Linked DNA regions of Zea mays: region 1 is linked to region 2. A link is a contact called in public Hi-C data. All regions are on one chromosome and are shown on one strand. Each heading gives the region's core, a stretch centred on a gene start, on an enhancer-like site or on the middle of the called end of the contact. The rest is flanking DNA. Distances are from core to core; before and after follow the strand shown.

The links. A called contact is a pair of places that touch in the nucleus more often than the background predicts.
Region 1: a contact with region 2 is called in a Hi-C map of leaf, with 5 times the contacts expected there. The contact joins the promoter of LOC100272921 here to the promoter of mbd106 in region 2. A contact is called at or near these places in 2 of 25 Hi-C or Micro-C datasets (ear and leaf).

What each region holds. Positions count from the first base shown.
Region 1 is chr1:179,709,796-179,713,676 of Zm-B73-REFERENCE-NAM-5.0, forward strand. It overlaps LOC100272921, which reads left to right and starts at 1,870. Exons shown (of 6, transcript NM_001147373.1): 1 at 1,870-2,311. The coding sequence starts at 2,237.
Region 2 is chr1:179,374,517-179,378,498 of Zm-B73-REFERENCE-NAM-5.0, forward strand. mbd106 (methyl binding domain 106) reads right to left here and starts at 2,259. Exons shown (of 3, transcript NM_001111705.1): 1 at 2,114-2,259. The coding sequence starts at 2,143.

The sequences.
Region 1 (3,881 bases), core at 620-3,119, 330 kb after region 2:
CTGCTTCCATCACACATTCGTTCGGCTGCTACCCAACGACATGTGCTGAGATGTTGCCTCTGTAAGCTTCTCCTCGCGGCTAAGAGATTGTCTTCCTTCATGAAACTGCAGTGTGCGAACGTTCACTCATCAATGATTTAGCACAAAATAATAATTTTTGTATGCTTTAATTTCAACTTCCAAATATAACGCGACGAATGCTGAAATTATAAAATGCTCAAATCTTGCTCTTGCTATTCTCCTCAATCTTCAATTCCTCTCACCTCAATCCAACGGTGCAAATATGGCGAAGTCCTCCATGATGCCTCTGTGAGGTTCAGGCTCGCCATCTCGGGGAGCAACATCACCTGCTCCTGCTGCGGGAACACCAACACTAAAGAGGGAAGGAGGCAAACCGAATGAGTATCGAGGCCTTGAGCGGGTCCGAGGTAGCGGTGGTATTGGCGGTGGTCTTGGAGGCTGGCTTGGTGGTGCAAGCCAGGAAGAAGACAGTGAGCTTGACGTCGAGCGGCCTGCAAGCTGCGTGCTGCCCTAGCGAACGAATGGAAGGTGCGTCACATCGTCGCGGAGTCGGAAGGTTGCCTTCTTGTAGGGTGTGAAGGGATGAAGTACCTGGTTAGCGAGACGGCGTTTGAGGCGGGCGGGCGAGGGGTGGCCGGGTGGGGGGCTCCTTGTTGCGGAGGCTTCTCCCTAGTTCCGGGTTCGCGGCTAGCGACAGTGCTAGCGCCATTGGAGGTGGTCCTGCAGCCTGGAGGGAGCGCCAGAGGAGTGTGAGAGGAGGGATCAAGGGATCGACAGAGGTGTGAGGAACCGGAGGCTCTTGGGCAAGCTGGATTTTGGGGCAAAAGGAATGGACGGGACGCGACGCATTGTGAAGTTTCTAGGAGCGACTTAGCGAGCGCGTAGAGGACGTGGTTTTGCAGACGAAGGGAGTTCACCGTGGGTCGCTCATCTATGATCCAACGATGAAGATGAAATGAGACGACGTGGATGCCCTGATTGAGCGCGTTTCTGTCCGGCTTTCATAATAAGGAAATATCCAACAAGCCAATGTCACATATTAATTAATACATCAGACATGGGCCATATACCAATTTGCATCTCGCCCTCGCCATTATTCATTTGACATCTGCGCGTATCAAACCCAATCTTCAGTTATATCCTGACTTTAATTAATTAATACTAAGAGCTAGTTTGGAAACTCCATTTTTCTGAGAGATTTACATTTTCCCAAGAAAAATTAGTTTATTTTCTTTGGGAAAAATAGAGTTTGGGCCCGGCCGGCCGGCGCAGCAGTGCTGCTGACTGTAGCAGTGGGAATTTAGTGGCTGTGCATACGTGAAGAATTCATCCGCGACGACTGAACGCGTGCAGATCTTTTTGTGGGTGGACAATTTATGATGCATGCATGAGAGCAGCAGGGGGTACATACACATGCATGGTTTCTATTGGATTACAACATTCGTCTTCGAGCACAGCATATCCTCAGGATTAATTAATTCAAACGTTTTAAGTTCGAATAATGGAGATGTATATATATAGAAAAAAAATAGTAATCGCCACTTTTTTTATTTCCAAGTGCATTGCGTATAGTCAGTCTAATAGTATATACTAATATCTATATATTGCATACTCTGAATATTATTTGTTCCATAGATTCAGTTGGCCTAAAAAATTGATTTTTTCAAAGGAAGAAACGGTAGGGTTATATGTGCATTTATTTCAAGATTATGCTTGTGAGATGGATGGATAGATAGGCATGCATGGTAGGAGGGTATCTCCCACCCACTCATTGTAGCAATCATGGGGCATTTCCCCTCTCTCCAGCACATTGCTGCTTCCACAGTTCCACACACATAAGGCCACCACAGCAAATAAAGGCACTGCTGCACTCTCTCTCTCTCTCTCTCTCTCTCTCTCTCTCTACGCGAAAAGAAAAGAGGAAAGTGGGATAGCTCAATCTCTCCTTCCACCGTCTCTCAGTTCTCACTCTAGCGCTCTCTCTCTCCACATATATATCAGTAGGATGGATGTGCAAACCTAGCTTGTTGCTGCCTTTCTAGCTGAGAACTGAGCTGTAGCTGTTGGTACGGTTTTCCTCCTCGCTCTTCTTCTCCTTCTTCTTGCTGCTGGTTGCCGGGAGCTGAGATCGATCGAGAGCACTGCTGTTGTTCGTGCGGCCGGAGGCGGCGGCGCGCGGCAGGGGGCGGAGACGACGACCGATCGGTCAGAAGGAATGTCGTCGGCCCAAATCGCGCCGGCGGACCATGTGTGCTATGTGCACTGCAACTTCTGCAACACAGTTCTCGCGGTAAGCTAAGATCAGGATCGATGAACTCTCTGCCTGGCTGGCTGGTGGTAGTGGTACTGGTACCTAGCTAGCTGCTACTTTCCCTTTTTCTCTGCCTCCCTAAATCTGCTTTCGAGATTTATGCGCAGTGATGAATTGACTGCCGCGCGCCTCCGTACCCATGCACCCTCATCGCCACGCAGTTATATTGGCCTGTTTTCTTTCCCACGATTTGTTTTCTACCTGCGCTCTTCCAAATTGGTTTAGGCTTGGGGGTCGCCCCGGCCCCTTCTCTCAGTTAACCGAAAATTAAAGAGGCAGTAAATCGGCTTTTTCTTCACGAGATCTGCCTAGCATGTCGTCTGCTTTCTTCGATTCAATTTCTTCAAATCTAGTTCCGAATTTTCTCTTTTGAAGCTCCCATCCTTTTTCTGTTCTTCAAATTTCTTGTTCCTTTGGAAAGGATGTTTTCTGCTGTTTGAGGGCCAGGTACATGGACCGATCAGTTTGCTAGCTAGATATGTAATTCGATTTAAATATGTACTTCTGGAAGTTCTCTAGATTTTGTTTTGGTTGCTCTGTAATGTACTTCTGTGTATGATATTTCTTTGGGTGTACAACAAAATTCCTGCATTATATCCTCCAGTTGCGCTCTCTTGAATCCCTTGATTTTAATTAACTGAAACTAGTGGTGAACAGCGTCCACTATACAGAAACCAAAGGCAACTGTAGCAGTGTATATACATGCATGTGCATGGGTAGTATTATTGAACTTTACTTTAATTTATATACACTATTTTCAAGAAAAGGGGTTATTATATGAGAAAATTCGTAATTCGTGTTCACTGAGAGGTCAAGTTTTTCATATTCAATTCGTATGTTCATATGTATACAAATTGAATTTCCCTTAATTATCAACATGGAATGATACAATCGCCTTAGTGTTATGAAAGCCACTTTTGAAGCTAATTAAGAGCATACCCCTGCAGCTCCTTCTACTTAGTTTTTTATCTTATTGGTAAAACTCTTGTCCCCAGTTCCAAAAGAAGAACTTAATTAACTTAACAGGGGGAAATAATTTGATTCTAATTAACCTAGCGGCCAAATACTCTCCTATCTGCTGAATATAATCGGCTAGCCAAGTTTTCAAAAGCTATGATTTATGTACAGCACTGCCTTCTGTCCTTTACCGTACCCCCCACCGGCCCACCCCCACGCGCGCACACACTGAAAGTAATATCAATCTTCTTTGTTTATTTTACCTTTTCTTCTACCTTGTTATCTTGATGATTCTCCCCTCCACAATCGATTTCTGATGTACAAAAAAGATAGAAAAAGGCATTGACTTATTACTTTATAGCTATATATATCCTAGAAATATTCAATATGTGATGAATTCATGTATAGGAAGTATTCCATTTACAGAACATCATGACATCAAAAGCCTACACCCCTATGCATGCATGCATGATATTTGAGTAAAATAAGCAGATAACCGCATAGTTGGTATTTTAAGCATACAATAAAAAATTGTGCATACAAGACTTTAGTGTACAAGTACAACCGACAACGGAACCCAAATCAATAGAGA
Region 2 (3,982 bases), core at 1,009-3,508:
TAATGTGGTAACTTAAGACAATAAAGGTATGATCCGCAAGAATTATTTCCAGCTCCAAACCTCTGTTTAGATGATTCCAATGTTGAACTTTATCTAGCATTCGAAGTTCAGTTTCGCCTAGCTAAAAACTGAAACAGATCATGACGACAGACAATATAAACTGCTTGAGCTATTCAATGCTTCCCTCCAATAGATAAACTAGATATTGCAGCCATCAATAGCATGAAAAGTGCATCCCAACAACCAATAATGCAAAACACCGACAGTAAATCCTATGAAGCACCATCAGTCTCCAGCTACGAATAAAAAACCATGTTAGACTACAAAGAACAAGTGATTCCTAGGCCAATAAGGTTGTTTGGCACTATTGCATCGAGTTGAAAAAGGATACGGAAAGAAACAACCATAAATACATCTGATAATGAACAAATAGCAGAACCCTAAACTCAAAGCTTGAATTTTTTTAGATTTTCAGGTGGGTATTCATGTGACACTCCATCTGAGCAGATGGATCATTTTCAAACTCTCCAAACACTTGCTAGGAGCCCATATCAGTGTGGCAGCACCCTGTTCTGTTGCATCAACCTTCCATTTCTTGTATGATTCAGCTCAAGACCCACTTGTTGTAGCAATACTGGCTCTAATCAGAGTAAAATGAAACTAAAACCAAACTAATTGACCAAGATATAACCAGATTCACTAAGCACATATCATCTAATAATCAACATCAAACTGGAAATGAGTAGGACAGACCCCTATTACCAGTAAATCAACAGCTTGAAGCTGCAGAACATTTTCGATTCCAGCTTCTCTACCCGTACACACTACTGTTAAAGTAATGTTAAACCCTGGGAGGCTGGGATCCCATGTAGTTGCTGAAGCATTAGAAGTCAGAACAAAATAAAGCACTGGAAACTAACCCACCATCTAATAATTAACAATTGAGCATCCAATTAGAAATCAGGGGCTAAAGATTCTAGCAACAATGACTGGCTGATTGCCAAAGCTCTGAGCTGCACGGGATTCCCCATTCCACCTTCACTGCAAACACACTGTCATTCAAGTAACATCAACCACTAATCTAAAGTAATAGATGAAGCATTTCAAGCCCAAACGGAAGAAAACACTAGAACCTGTAACCTGTCATAAAGAAAACATACTGCTACTCAAGTAACATCAACCACTAATCTAAAGTAATAGATGAAGCATTTCAAGCCCAAACATAAGAAAACACTGGAACCTGTAATGTAACATATATCATAAAGAAAACAACATCCAACTCAAAATGGCTAAGCTAAAGCTCCTATTAGCAGTGATTGCCATAGCTCCAAGCTGCACGAGATTCCCCATTCCAGCCTCACTACAAGCACACAACTACCGAAGCAGAATCAACTGCCTAAATCTGAAGTAATAAGCTTGGGTACGAATAGTAAACTGAAGCATTTCAGTCTAAACAAAAGCACTAAAATTCCAAGCCAATCAACAAAATGGCTAAGATCGAATTTTGGAAACCGATGGGCTAAACCCTACCACCCCTAAGCAAGACCCCAACTCAAAAATAGCAAAACACTCGGCACTCCGTGCAATCAGCAAACACAGCACAGCGAGCAAACAAAGCAAGTGAACAACGACACTTGGCGGCCAGATTTACGAATCACCCCCCGGCTCACGTCGACCCCGGACAATCTCTAGATACCCCTAATCCCAAATTCCCAATCGATCGCCCCAGTTACGAATCTTCACCGTACGAACCGGGCACGGGGTCCGTAGCTCACAAACCACACCTACGGACCTACCCAGCCGGAGCAGAGAGCTCCAACACTCGTGGCCGAACTCGGGACGCACATACTCCAAGCTCAAATCGAGCTCCGGAACCTCACGGGGCCACGAATCGCGGCGGTCGGCCGGAGCAGCCTCGCAAACCCTAGAGCCCCAAACTCAGAACTGCCAGACTGGCACCGCGGGAACCCTAGAATTCGGCGGGAATTAGCGTCCGGGGCCCGGAATTCCACTCCCCGGAGGCCGGGAGCCCCCGAATTCGACGCAAGCGAGGCAGCTCGGTCGAGCGAGTAGAGAAGCAGGCAGGCAGCATGTCGTCATCACCCCACCGTACCTTCTTGGTCCACCCGTCGGGTGCAGGCATCTCGACGGACACGACCTACTCCGCCGCAGCCGGTGCCTGCTGCTCGCCGGGCGTCGCCATGGTGGGCGAGGGTTATCCCTAGCTCTTGCTCTGCCCCGTCCCGCTCTCGCCGCTTGGTGCTGGTGGGGAAGGTGGCAAACGACGGGCGCGTGGGAATTTCAATAGGGGGCGTTTGGCACACTCAAAATCACTCTCATATGATTAGGGGCTAGCAGAGTCACTTCCGTGCAGCGAAACACTAAAAAACTGCTCCATAGCAGGAGCGGGATGAATCTAATCTCTATTTATATACTAGACTAGACTAGAGGATGAGAGCTAAAAAACCACTTCTCCCTGCTCTCAAAAATCACTTCACATATAGATTCACTTCACAAAAAGATTCACTTTACGAACTATTTGTCAAACGGTTTTCGTCAAAGAGATTCACTTGTGCTAGAGAATCATTTAGAATCACTCTATTAGAGAATCAACTCTCAGAGTTAGAGAATTATGGAGCGGAGCTCTGCCAAACGAGCCCTTAAACGGTAAAAAAAGTGAACTGCTACATGGTGAGAGCGCAGTGAATCTAGTCTCCATTTGTACTAGAGAGTGAGAGCCAAAAAAATCTGCTTCCCACCACTTCCAACCTGCTCTATATTCTCCAACCACTCGAGAACCACTTCCCACTATTTACCAAACAGTTTTCGCCAGATAGATTCACTTCTACTATCGCGCTCTTAATCTCTATTGAGAGCAATCAAGCCCCCCTAAGGCTCCGGTTCTTTAAAAATAGCTTTGACTATGACTTTTTTTTTGGCTCCTTAGCTTTTCTTAAGGAGATAGAGTCGTTTTATAATTCGTTTGGCAAAACAATTTTCTAAGTGTTTGTTTCAAATGGTGTATAAGTGTAGGAGGAGCCCATAAAAACTAAGTTTTTATGTTTATATTGATGATGATGAATCCACTAAAGAAGCAAAACAAATTCTATTTTGATATATAGAAAGTATTATAAACTATACATATGATGGTTGCTTCGGCAGAGAGAAGCTTTTTAAAATTGAAATATTTTTGTAAACTATTTTTGGTCAACAATAGCTCAAGAGATGTTAAATGGTTTGACGATTCTATATATCGAAAAAAGTTGTTGGATGAGATTGATCTCAATGATATAAGCGATGACTTTGTATCACAAAATGTTAGAAGATATTTTTAATAATATCAGATAACAAGTAAGTGTTTTTGGCTATATTTTACATTTGTTATCTTATAAAGTTCAAAATAGCGTATAATAATTTTTATACGTTAAATATTTGATAATATATGTATAATTATGTACTAGGCTGAAAAGTCAGGAACGGCCCTGTCTCTCCGGTGCTCTGCCCGCGTATCTTGAGGTTGTCACCCGCCATCACGCAGGCCGCCCGCGCGAACACGTCTGCCAAACCCTGCCACGACGAGCCTTCGCTGCCAGCCACTAGCGAGTCACCCAGTGCCCTGACAAGTGACAAGACAGGCTACCACCCGCAGGTCTTCAACGACGTCTAGCACTTCCAGTTCCTGCGGCGACTCAACACAGCAGCCACCTCCTTCGGTGGGATTCGCTTCTAGGACTTGTTTAGGAGTCCAAATACCGGAGGGAATTGGAGGGGCTAAAATCCCTTCCTTATTCAAAATTGTATATGGAGGGGAATTTAGACCCTCCAATCCTCTCCAGTTTTTTGTCTCCCAAACTAGCCCCTATATTTCTTTCTCCCTCCCCCTCAACACCACACCTTTGCTTCATACATGATACATATGCCTCTTGTTTCATGCCCATCTCTTCATGCTGTGAAAAAAAAACAAACACTCAAACCCTAACTT